2 separate regions of the Capsicum annuum genome follow, and region 1 is linked to region 2. Evidence: chromatin contacts called from public Hi-C data. All regions are on one chromosome and are shown on one strand. The core of a region is the stretch at or near the end of the contact, and the rest is flanking DNA. Distances in the headings are between cores, read along the strand shown.

Region 1 (6,215 bases), core at 845-3,344, 180 kb after region 2:
ATAAGCTTGGCTCAATTGTTATAACAATATCAGCTTGAGCACACCCAATTCAAAAGAACCCAGGCTCTAGCTCGAATTAGTTCAATACACCACAATTCCAGCTGTTACCAGTCTCAATTTACTTACGTGCTAATACACTACTTACCAAAAAGAACTTTACTTATGTGCAAATACACTTGCGCGACAACAGGGTGCATTACATTTTTAGCACTTACCTAAAACTTCCCACATTATCAACCATTATGATTTGATTACAAGCCAAAATAAGCAAAGTCATCTACTAAACAAACACGAACATGAGCTCAAGAACCACATAACATCTAGACAACAAAGCCAAGTTGAGCATATTCAAGTTAAGCCAAATTGTGTCTGCCAAACTCGACTTATTAACATAGTTATTCAAAATCATGTCAAGCACATAAAGTTTAGTTTTCTAGAGAATAAGATCAACACAATAGAATAAAATAAATGAGAAGTTTATAGTTTCCTAGACTGAAATATTGAACCACATGTATATAATAACATAATGAGAGCAATGTGAAACACCAAAAAAATAGATGCACATGAACAACGGAAATTGGGAGGGGTGAAAACTAGGATGGCCTGTGCTGATTATAATCCAATGCAAAGCATACCGCAGAATGCGATGACAGAAATGTGCTGCAAGAATCTGTCTGGCTCCTGCTTAGTGTGCCCTACAAACAAACAAAAAATTCAAGAACTGAGGACGTCCTTATTCGATCAGTTAAAGGTTGAGGACATCATTGATTGTATTGATATAAAAAAAAAAATTAACAATCATTGATTCTATTAAAGGTTGAGGACATCATTGACTCTATTGATATAATAAAAAGTAAAAATCAAAAGCAAGAATCCTGTTGTACCTTAGACTGACCGCTTAATCTACATTTCCCGTGTATGGGGAATTCACGGGGCAGCAGCAACGAGACAGCAGCTGCCATTGGGTAATATGCTCAAATAAATGACACCGAGAAATCGCAATGTTAAAGTGCATATGGGAAGAACCTTTATCTTCAGAACCTACCAAAAAATTAGTGCAGAACCAACATCAAATTAAGTATGAAGCAACCTGTCCGACTGTAAGCAAAAATAAAGCCTCCCCCTTTAACTGATTCATTAATCCTAGTTACCCAATAAACAGGCTCATATAGCTGAAATTCTTTAAAAAATGATACACACACACACACAGAGAGACACTTATTCATGTATTAATTTCTGCAGAACCTTATCAACATTTGGTAGCTATTAGTTAGTTAGGAAGTAAGTTATTCATGTATAAAATTATAAAATACAACATTTGTTTGCAATTCTGAAACCCGCATAACTAATTGATGCATAACTTACAAGGGAATTTGTATTATCTTAAGCAGGGTAGAAGATGTAATAACTACCCGCATAAATAATACCAGTTACCAAACGACCTCGCAATCATTATCTCAAAGGATTAACACGTGCAGTAGTAATCGGCACACACCTAGCACTCTGATCAATTGCAAAATTGATTGCACTATCTTTTTTAATCACAAAAAATATCTATCGTATCAATTACGATCCGACTAAGGCAGGCCACATGAAGCAAAAATACAAGTTAACTCATAATACAAAAATGCAAAACACAATCAAACGGTTAAAATAACGTCAGCATTGTCGAAATCTTCTCTTTTCCTACAAATTTCCCCTACATTCAAACATCGAACTTCAAAAAAACATCAAAATTCACAACAACCACCACAAAAACGAAGGATTAACCCTTAATCGAGCTAATTACGGACCTTAAAATCAATAAAACAGTGGTATTATCCGAGAGAGTGCAGCTAATTAACTTGGAAAACAGGTAAAATAAGGTGGATGGAAGGAGCGATGATAACATGCGCAGGAGGTGATGACAACAGTAATACGGAAACGCCGATGGCTACAGTTGCGTAACGGACTCCAAAGGAATAATACTACTGTTTTGGATAATTCCCCACGTTTCCAACCTTCTTACGTGGCACCTCTCATTTTATGGCCTATATTTTCAAGCATCAACCCATAAATAAAAGAATACTAGATAACTATATTCATTAAGAGTATAACACCTCATGACAGGCGAATTTAGAGGCTTAAGAGGAAATTTTTGAGAATTCAATAATTTGTGTGAATCTTATATTTATATTAAAAAATTTAATAAATGTATAAAAATATAAGTTGAAAATCCATAATGAAGTGTATTATTGATCTAGTGGTAAAAAAAATGCTTGTTGGAGCACTGCTGTCCTCTTGTGGTTCTAACCTCATCAATGACTCTTTATTTTGAATTTTTATTTTAATCAAGAAATTCATAAATTTAAAATTCGAGATCCGTCTCTGCCTCGTGATGCTCGGTCTACATTTCATTAAATCACTAGACCACGCCTTTGAGTTCTTTACCTGGTATCCATTATCGATATATTTTTCAAATCATGCGCATTTTCTTTTGACCCAATTTTTTTTCTCTCCTTATTACTCAGAAAAGACACAAAAATTTCAGGATAGCAAACATTCTCTAGAATTTCTCTTAGATTCAAACCCATAGCTGATGATAGAACTAGAATAGATATTTTTTGTTTCCTACTTACACGAGCCCATATCCTTGCTTTTCTATTAATTTCTAATTCTGATCTTCCTCCCCAATCTGATATTATGGTGCCGGTATAGATCGAAATTCCGTTATGGTCCAATTCTGATCGGTAATAAATACCGGGACTTAGGTGTGTGTCAAATAAATACTTAGATAAGTAAAGATGAATAAATGGAGTATAACTTTAGAAGAAAACGCAGCTAGTTGAAGCACTAAGAGGTCATTTGGTTGAAGGAATGGGATAATGATATCCTATGAGATTATTTTACATCTCTCTCTTCATGGGATAGTAATCCCATCATTTTACTACAAATATAAAATAATTTTAGGATTAAGTAATCCCTTCTACAAAATATAGAATAAAGTTAATCCCCCAATTGTATCCCAATTTTTTTTTCTTATCCGTTCTATCAAACGATCCCTAAGAGTAAATACATACATGCAAAATTAGATAAGCAAGAATATCTCATTAGATTATTTTACATTATTTATCTTTATATGGTATAATAATTTTATTATTCTAGTAAAAGTGGTGGCTAATGTAAGTTGGAAAAGGACAGAAACGGCACTTCAAATTAAACTATTTTCATAAAAATGGTCATGAAATTTAAATTTCACTTTCTAACCATTTCAATTTACTGACTTGTTCTATACCATTTCTACAAATCTTGGACATATAAATATTCTATACGAAAATTATACAATTTTGATACACAATTTATACAATAACTGTATATTTTTTTTTTACACGTTTTATACAATAATTATATAATTTTCATACACTTTCTATATACTTTTTATATATATTTTATACATATACATATTTGATAGAACTATATAATTTTTATACATATATCTTATATAGATACATATTCTATTTAACAATTATATCGTTTTATATAATTTAATTATTATTTCTAAACAATAAAAAAAAAGAATATTTGATTAGTTAAAAAATTATAGCAAAAAAAAATTGAAAAGTTTTTAAAAAGGCCGAATTGTCCAAGTTGAATACTGTATCAGTATTGTATATGGACTACGTAGGCCACAATAGCCCAAATTAGGAAATGACTATAAAACAAAAATAGTATATCCGACTGACTGTTTTTTGAAAAGTTTTCATACTTGAAATATTTGTTTTAAAAAGTACTATAGAGTGATCACCAATAAAAAGAGTGAAGTAACTTTTATTTAAAAATACTTTAAAAATCTTAACCAAACATAAGCTATTATTATTATTATTATTGTTGTTGTTATGTAATATTGATCAAAGTATTTTTAAAATTGAAAAGTCAAGCGCAAATAAGTAATCTTCAAATGTACTTTTCAAAAATACTTCTAATAATAAAATATTTTTCAAAATAAATAATTTTTATAAATTTGATCAAACAAATTTAAAATTTTTTTTGTTGGCGTTGGTGGGGGAGAAAAAGGATGAGATATTTTGGGTGTGAATAAAGGTAAGATACTTTAGCACAAGAGATTAAAGACATGAACCCAATGGATTTTGGTGGAACTTGGACAACAATTTTGTAAAGACTAGTCATGTCAATTGTCTAATTTCCTCATAACTTTTGCATGTCATTTGGCCATATATATGCTCATTTTGGAATAAAATTAACAAATAATTAGGTATACTACTTTTCAACTCGTACACTTCAAACAATAATTACTAATTATATATTAGAGTTATTTTTATTTTATTTTTAATTATGTGAACGAAAAAGACTAATATTAGGTTGTTTCTACTTTTGGTGTTATCTAGTTTACCAATTACATTTCAAACACGTGGACCACAGTATCCATACCATTTGCAATGTAAGGCCAAAAGTAGAACCATCCAACTTGCGTTGTATGTTCCTTTTATTCTTTTTCTTTTAATTAAATCTTGTGTGTGTTCCTACGACGAAAATGTTTTTCATAAAAAAAAAAACTTTTTTTTCCTTTAAAAAAGATGGATTTCTTACTTATCTTTTTGTGTATGGTTAGTCAAACATGAGCATTTTAAAATATTTTCTCCCTATCAAAAATACCTCTGCTCATGAGTTACGCAGTATTTATAAAAACTTAGAAACTGGAACTCCAGGATTAAAAATGGGTGCTCCAAAATGAAAGTTAAGTGGTTGGGCTATGTCTTTTAAAGCCCAATAAAAAATGAAAGTTTTCAGCTCAAACTCAAGCAGTCACTAGCCAATATAAATTGTTTAGGTGGTCATTTAGTTTCTTTTTAAAAATAAAAAACAAAAAATTCCGATATACAATAGAAAATTGAAGATTTATTACTTATCTGTGATTATTTTCAATTGATTTTGGTTACTTATGAAGGTTGTTTGTTAAAGAAATAAAGTGGGTCTATTGAATTTTAATATTTGAGGTTGAATGTAATACTAGGAATTATTGACTAAATCGTTTTATTGAAATATTTACAAAACAAATTATGCTGATTGCCTATATTTGTTGCTAAACTCATGACGATCATTATAATTTGATGTTAAGACAATCTTTTCAAATATCAAATAAAAAAAATTGACGACCCACCATAATTTTACTTCTGTTTTTAACAAAACGCTATTTTGTATTAATCTTTTTGTCAAGATCAAATTTTAAATAGTGACTCTGAAAAAATCGAATTCATACAGATCCATACTAGCCTCAAGGGCCCGTGGGGCAAAATATCATAAAGGAATAAAACGAATGATTAAACAAAAAGAAAGTTTGTAGCTAAAGTATGGTTATATCTTTTTCTTTCCTATTTAATTATTTTGATTCCATGGTTTAAATTTGTATGCTTGGGGTAGCATTCGCCATGCATTTATGAAATTTGTCCTTTCGTTTAGTTGTTAATGAGAATAAACAGCGCTACTAAGAGCTCATTTGGATAAAATTAAAAAAAATACTTTTTAGCTTAAAGTGATTAAAAACTTAAAATAAGTGCTTTTAAATTAAGCAGATAAGTGTTTGAATAGAAGTGCTGAAACTGAAAAAAACCTGTTGATGTGTTTGATAAAAAAGTGTTGTCAATCACTTCTTTATTGTCAAAATGACTTAAATATCCTTAAAGCTATTAACACATAATAACGTGATTTATTTATGATTTTTAATTCTAATACTTCAAAAATAATTTCTATTTAAATACACTTTCAACGTAAAGTGATTATGCCAGGTCAATTTATAAATATAAGTTACTTTTTTATTTTTAAATATTAAAAAATAAAAATTTTAAGATATTTTTTAATATAAATATAGTATTATATTGTAATATTGCAAGCTTGTAAACAACAAAAAAAAAATAGGAATGAAACAAACTATTTAAAAGAATCAATTTTTAAAATTTAAATAACATGCAGAGATTCTATATGAACGGATAGATAAGAACTTACCACAAGCTCGATTTGACAATAAATTTTTTGAGTCTTTTCTTATGTAATGATGGATTCTCTGGAAAAAAAAAGGATAAAGATGAACGGAAGACTAGAGGAAAAAGATGAAAAAAAAGCGGCAAAAATAAAAAGAAAGAAAAATCAATAAGGGCTACAAATTTAGGGTATTGTTGGAATTAGAAGAAAATATAAGTGATTAAAAGGTAAATGTTTTG
Region 2 (6,881 bases), core at 2,055-4,554:
AATGTTTTTTAGAACCAAGCAATCCGTTTCCACTGTTATTTGCCTTATGTTTGTCACTACACAATGTTCAATTGCCTCCTTTATGTTGTGGCCTCTGCTTCTAGATTTGCACCTTCACCAATCTCCTCAGCCTGTGCATATACGAGATCTCCGTCCTCATTCCTCAATCAAAAACCATAGGTGCTACTAATTGGATTTCCCCTATAGGCTCCATCAGTATTGCATTTCAATCCCTCCGTAAGGGGGTCCAGGTGATCTCCTTATAGAAGATTCTTGGTTTGTACCAACCAAAGTAATTCACCAAATCTGTCCAATTACTTGGGATCTGAGTTAGTGTAGGGTACAGTGCTTTACTCAGCTGTCAAATGGTATTAGTAAATAAGTAGACCATCCTATTGAAAGATGTTTGTTTGGGGTACCCTTGGTAGTTTCTCCTCTTCCACAATTCCCAAATTATGATGTTTGGGACCGAGATTATGAGTCTCATCTTTGCCTTGCAAGGCACTGTCCACCATTTAACAACCAATTGTGACAGTTGTCTTCCTGAGCAATCAATACCCGGACATGAAGAAATATAACTCCAAAGCTTAAAAGCTATAGAAGCAGTTAGTAAAATGTGAGTAATTGTTTTCAGTTTAGAATTTGTGCAACACCAACATTTGGATACCTTAGCTATCCCCATTGAGGTATCACATCATCTGTTGGAACTCTAAACTTCCAAATCCTCCATAATAAGAATGAAATTTGAAGGGCTTTGAGGCCAAATGTTTCTAAAGATCTGCCCCTTCTCATCTATGACTCTTATGTCTTCCTATGCTGATTTGACTGAGAACTTGCCATTCTTCTCTAACATCCACCATGTGCTATCTAGTTCTTCAGTTTCAAAGCGGCGGGGATATATGCCATATAGTGTGATCTACCACATCTGTTGATATCTTTATCTCCAATTGATCCCTGTTTCATCCATTTGCATCTGCAAATATCTTCACCGCAATCTCCTCTACCTCTGTAGATTCTGGTATGACATAATACAAGGCAACAAGGAATGTCCAATTGTCAAACCATAAGCTAGCATTCCCACTCCTAACTTGCCACCATATCTGGTGCTCCACCAATTCCCTAACTGCAGCCATCTTTTTCCAAAATAGGGATCCATATTTAGCCTGAACAATTAAAGGATGATTCTTCATGCAATACTTATTCACCATGTTTGAACTCCATTGAGAAGCTTTTGTTCTAAAACTCCACCACAATTTACAAAAAAGGGCATATGAAACATCGAATAAGGAGCTGAGTCCCAACCCCCCTCCTCTTTCCCATCTTCTTTTGGTAAACAAAGAGCCTCCCATCTCACCAATGCTTACTTTTGCATCCAGCAGTGTTGTTCTAGAAGAATCTTGCAAATATCTTGTGTATCTGTCTTATTATTCTCACGGTTAGGTTTACTGCAGACAACAGGTGCACAAGAACACTTTGCAGGACATCATTACTAAGAACTACCATTCCCCCCAATGATAGCAGTCTCCCTTGCCAAGAATGTAGTCTATTCCTGGTCTTGTTAATTAATTAATCATAACAAGCTATCCTATTCCTGCTGTAGAACATAGGAATCCAAGAAGCGTGAAAGGAAAAGTTCACTGCCTAATTCAGGTCACTTTTCCTATAAACCCTCAACTCAAGAAATGAATTAGGCTATACGGATCATCTGTATAGATTCTGGCACATTTGGGTCAGTCCCATTTCACCAAACAAACAAAATTCTCCAAAAATCTCACCTATACAGACTAACCCTCATTTCAACTAGTTGCTATCGACTCAAACTTCCATTCTTCGCTAATACTGACATTCATTCATGATCCTTCCAATGATTCTAATCAACCCTTGAATCAGGCTATACAACAACAACAACATACCCGGTGTAATCCCATGAGTGGGGTCTGGACAGGATAGAGTACGAAGATCTTACCCCTAACTCTCAAGGTAGCGGGTTGTTTCCTATAGACCCTCTCTATGAATGAATGAACTAGGCTATACGAATCATCTACATCTTTTCTGCTTCATTAGGGTCAGTTCCATTTCATCAAATAACAAACTTCTCCAAAACTCACACCTATACACACAGAGTCTATTTCCGATAGACCCTCGGCTCAAGGAATGAGTGTATGGGCTATATGAATCCTCTATATCATTTAGGTCAGTTCCATTTCACCAAACAAACAAAAATCTCCAAAAACCACACCTATGCAGACTAACCCTCATTCCAACTAGTTGGTATTCACTCAAACTTCCATTCTTCGCTACGTTCACATTCCTCAAGAACTCAATGATTCTAGTTGAAGTAGACTATACAACAACAACAACAACAACATACAGTCATACACACGGTAATCCCACAAATGCAGTATGGGGGAGGACAGAGTCTACGCAAACCTTATCCCTACATCGTCTCAAGGAATGAATTAGGCTATACTAATCCTCTATATCATTTCTCCTTCATTTGGGTCAATCCCATTTCACCAAACAAACAAAATTCTCCAAAAGTCACATCTTTTACAGACTAACCCTCATTCCAACTAGTTGCTATCAACCCGAACTGCCATTCTTCACTAAATTCACATTAATTCAAGAACCTTCCAATGATTCTAATCAACCCCAAAAGTCTAAAAGAGTCAAACAACAAACAACAAAATTCTCCAAAAGTCACATCTTTTACAGACTAACCCTCATTCCAACTAGTTGCTATCAACCCAAACTTCCATTCTTCACTAAATTCACATTCATTCAAGAACCTTCCAATGGTTCTAATCAACCCCAAAGTCTCAAACAGTTAAACATACATCTACCTTTTTTTTAATAACATAACCGTGGTAACTAAGCCAGTTTCACACACCTCGACTAAATCCACGGATACGTGACACCTCTTAAACAAGCATCTACTAAAAAGTAACAACATTTCATATAAATTCAACCAAATTAACACACAAAAATAACAAAAAAAAAAAAAAAAAGGAAGCAAGAAGACGTACCGACTAAGAAGGTGAAATCCTTCACAGAATAATCAAGATATATTACTTGTATCCATTTTATTTGGGGGGAAACTGTATTTAGATTTTGGGGACGAATAAAAAAAATGTTAGTCTACTTACTTATATATACTGATGGGTTTTTCAACATTAATTTCCACGTCTTTTACAACCCATTTGTACTTTGTAGGGTACCATCTGATCTATGTGTAGTCTTGTCTTGTCATTCTTTTCTTGATTTTACTATTTTGGGTCGTGTTTGATAAGAACTAAGAATTCACTAAATTTCGAAAGTAGTTTTAGAATAAATTTATTTTATATTTATTTGAAATAAAATATATGAGATAATATATTTTTGAATTAGGTATTTTGATATTACAGTATTACTTTTATTCACCTTCACGGTTTTAGCTTGAGGGTGAAATAATTAATCTCACGATAGTTAATTCTGAGATAATAAATTTTGAAATAACTTATTTTCAATCAAACGAGTACTTAATTCTCTCATCTTAATTTATGTCATATATTTAACTTGATATTAAAAATAACAATAATAATTATATTTACGATCAGGCATAAGTGTTAAATTTTAGTTATTCTTTCTAAATTAACACTATTTTTAAAACTAACTAAGAAAAATATGTCATGTAAATTAAGACAGAAGAATTAAAAAAAAATAACAATAATATAGTAGATCAACTGACAAGAAGTTGTAGAAAGACGTGAAAATTACATGATCTCAAAAATACGGAAAAAATAAAATTTGAAATTTTATCACTATATAAGAGCCTCTTTTTCCTTTCGATTCCTCCCTAAAGTTTCAATATATTTCTTCTCAAAAAAATATATCACATCGATTGGGAGAGGAATGTATAACATGAGAGAAAAAAATTAAAATACTCTCTTTATTTTTTCTTTTTAAGAAAAAAAATTAAAATATTCTTATCCCAAATTAAATGGATACTAGTAATAAATCTTGATTATTTTGTGAAGGATAACTTCACCTTCTTAGTCGGTACGTCTTCTTGCTTCTTCTTTTCGAGTGTTAATTTGGTTGAATTTGTCTAAAATGTTGTTACTTGTTAGTAGATGTTTGTTTAAGAGGTTTCAGGTATCTCGTAAATTTAATCGAGATGTACGAAAGCTGACCTAAATACGACGGTTATATTTTTAAAAAAGTAGATGATTGTTTAACTGCTTGAAATTTTAGGGGCTGATTATAATCATTGGAAGGTTCTTGAATGGAAGTGAATTTAGTGAAGAATGGGAGTTTGAGATAAAATGCATGAGATAATTCATTTTAAAATTACTTATTTCGGTATTGTAGTGTTATTTTTATTTCACCTTCACGTCTTCATCATGAGTGTGGGATAATTAATTTCGAAATAACTAGGTCCGAAATACTTAATTTTGTGATAACTTATTTTCAACCAAATGATTTCTTATTTCTTCTATGACATATTTGACTTGATATTTAAAAAAAAAAAAGTTTGTGATCAAGCATAAGTGTTATATTTGTGTGGTTAAATTTTAGGTATTCTTTCTAAAGTGATATTATTTTTAAAATTAATTGAAAAAACAGATTATATAAATTAAGATGAAGAGATTAAATAAGAAAGGAATAACAATAATATATAAGATCAAATGATACAAACAATAAGTTGTAGAAAGACATGAAAATTACATGATCTCAAAATACTAAGAAAAAAAAATGAAGTTCAAAATTTTATCACTATATAAGAGCTCCTTTTTTCTTTCGATTCCACCCTAAAGTTTTAATACATTTCTCCTCAAAAAAGTATATCACATTGATTACGAAAGAGGAATATATAACATGAGAGGAAAAATTTTAAATACTCTCTTTATTTTGTCTTTTTAAGAAAAAATTTAAAATATTTTTTTATTGTACATTTAAAGTCATTCTTACTTTTTCACATGAATAAGTACTGATAATTCTTTATGTTTATTATATTGATGTACTTTTAATTCTCCCTTCAATATATTTTTTTTTTTCGTCAAGAGGTTTAACGCTGTCATTAGTATCTAGAGGTAGGAACAATATCACATATTTCTTTTCTTCGCTGGGGAATAAAATTTGGGTATACGTTTAATTTGATTAGATAAGTTTGATAATAATCTTTCTTTTTTTTTTTTTAATTATTATTTCTGTCATATATATAAAAAATGACGAATGATTAGTAAAAATCTTATTAGCCTGAACTGAATATATCATATACAAAATTGTGGATAAAAAGTATCAAAAGTATATCAATATTGCAAACGTAAGAAACTAGTAGTGCTTCGTATGAAGAAATAAGGATACCTTTTTCAGCACTATGTCCCTTAAGCAAGAGGTCGGGGGATAGATCCCCGCCTCTGGCGAACGGAGCAAACTCTGTGGCTAATTTCCTACCACAAAATGCGCTGACCGAGGAATGGAGGATTAGTTTCACGGCTGTCAGCTGTGGGGATACCTTGAAAAACCAAAAAAAAAAGATGCCTTTAATTTCAAGGTCAATGATTTGGTCAAATTTTAAATTTTCTGTCAAACTTTAATTGAAATAATATTATATTTTTATTATATGATAGATACCCAAATTCTCTATTAACCAAGTTCTATCTTCACATGTTCGCACTCCAAAATTTAAATTCATTGATAACTAGCTGGATCATAATGACTATGATTTGCTATGAACTTTATATGTTTGGGTGAGCTTCTTTTGTTTATTCAACTACACATTTATTAATGATTGTGCCTTTTTACAATTTTTTCCTTTTAGGCAACAATTAAAATCCATACTCAATTAGTATATTTACCTGAAATCAATATAACTTTAGGTAAACACATAATGTTTGTCAAAAAATCTGTAAAGATTTAACTCATTTCATTTTTTTTCATTCCATAGAATTTTATTGTGAAAGATATTCAATATTTTTATGTCATGCCTGAGTTTGGATGAGCGGACAAGTATTATATAAATGCATGTTATACAAATGACTTATATGGTAAGCAGACGAATCACTATATAATATAAATGGAGCAAGAAATTGTACATATACAAAATTGACCAGTTGTCCACACTATTTTAAACAATAAGTGAAACTATAATACATATAACAACTTTGTGATATCCACGAAGTCTTGAACAATAGTGATATCATTCATAGATAAATTTATTAAGTAATAATTTATATCCGATAAAAAATTATAAGTATTTAATTAAACTTGGTGATTTTAAGCGAAATGAACTATATACACATAATTTTATTTCTAAAGCTCATAAAAAAAATAATTCTAAAGCTCATAAAAAAAAATGTAAATGAAAACATTGCATATCTTTCCCCTCCCAAAAGAAAAAACTCTATGGAATGGAGAATAATGAAATGAGCTATATTTTTCACAAATTTTATAATAAATAATATGTGCCTAGCTAAGATTACAACGATTTCAGCTAGGTTTACTTATAGAGCTTATGATTTTATAATTGCTAATAAGAAGGGAAATTCAAGAAAATATTTAGCCACTAATACATCTCTTATTGAATATATACGAGGATTTCATCTAAATATTTAACATTCATAACAAATCAAAAGTTATGTGTAATAGCTATAACAAATTAATTATGATCTAGTTAGTTACTAAAAATTTTAAATTTTGAAGTGTGAACGTATCAAGACAAAACTTGGTTAATAGAGAATTTGAATATGTATAATGTAGAAAATATATAGAATTATTTTAATTGACATCAAAAAAATTAAAATTTGATAAAATCACCAATCGTGAAAAACGATGCACAATCTACCCGACTCAGCTTAAAATTTGCCCCAAATTTTAATAACTAGAGAAAAAAAATCTGA

Evidence for each region. Hi-C and Micro-C count contacts between places; a contact is called where the count stands out from the background.
Region 1: a Hi-C map of placenta shows a contact between it and region 2, with 4 times the contacts expected there. The contact joins the promoter of LOC107867372 here to the promoter of LOC107867366 in region 2. A contact is called at or near these places in 2 of 5 Hi-C or Micro-C datasets (leaf and placenta).

Annotation. Positions count from the first base shown.
Region 1 is chr4:215,312,013-215,318,227 of UCD10Xv1.1, forward strand. LOC107867372 (mechanosensitive ion channel protein 3, chloroplastic) reads right to left here and starts at 2,095. Exons shown (of 14, transcript XM_016713567.2): 1 at 1,794-2,095; 2 at 885-1,041; 3 at 636-695. The coding sequence starts at 962.
Region 2 is chr4:215,134,147-215,141,027 of UCD10Xv1.1, forward strand. It overlaps LOC107867366 (protein FAM133A), which reads right to left and starts at 3,305. Exons shown (of 4, transcript XM_016713559.2): 1 at 3,147-3,305.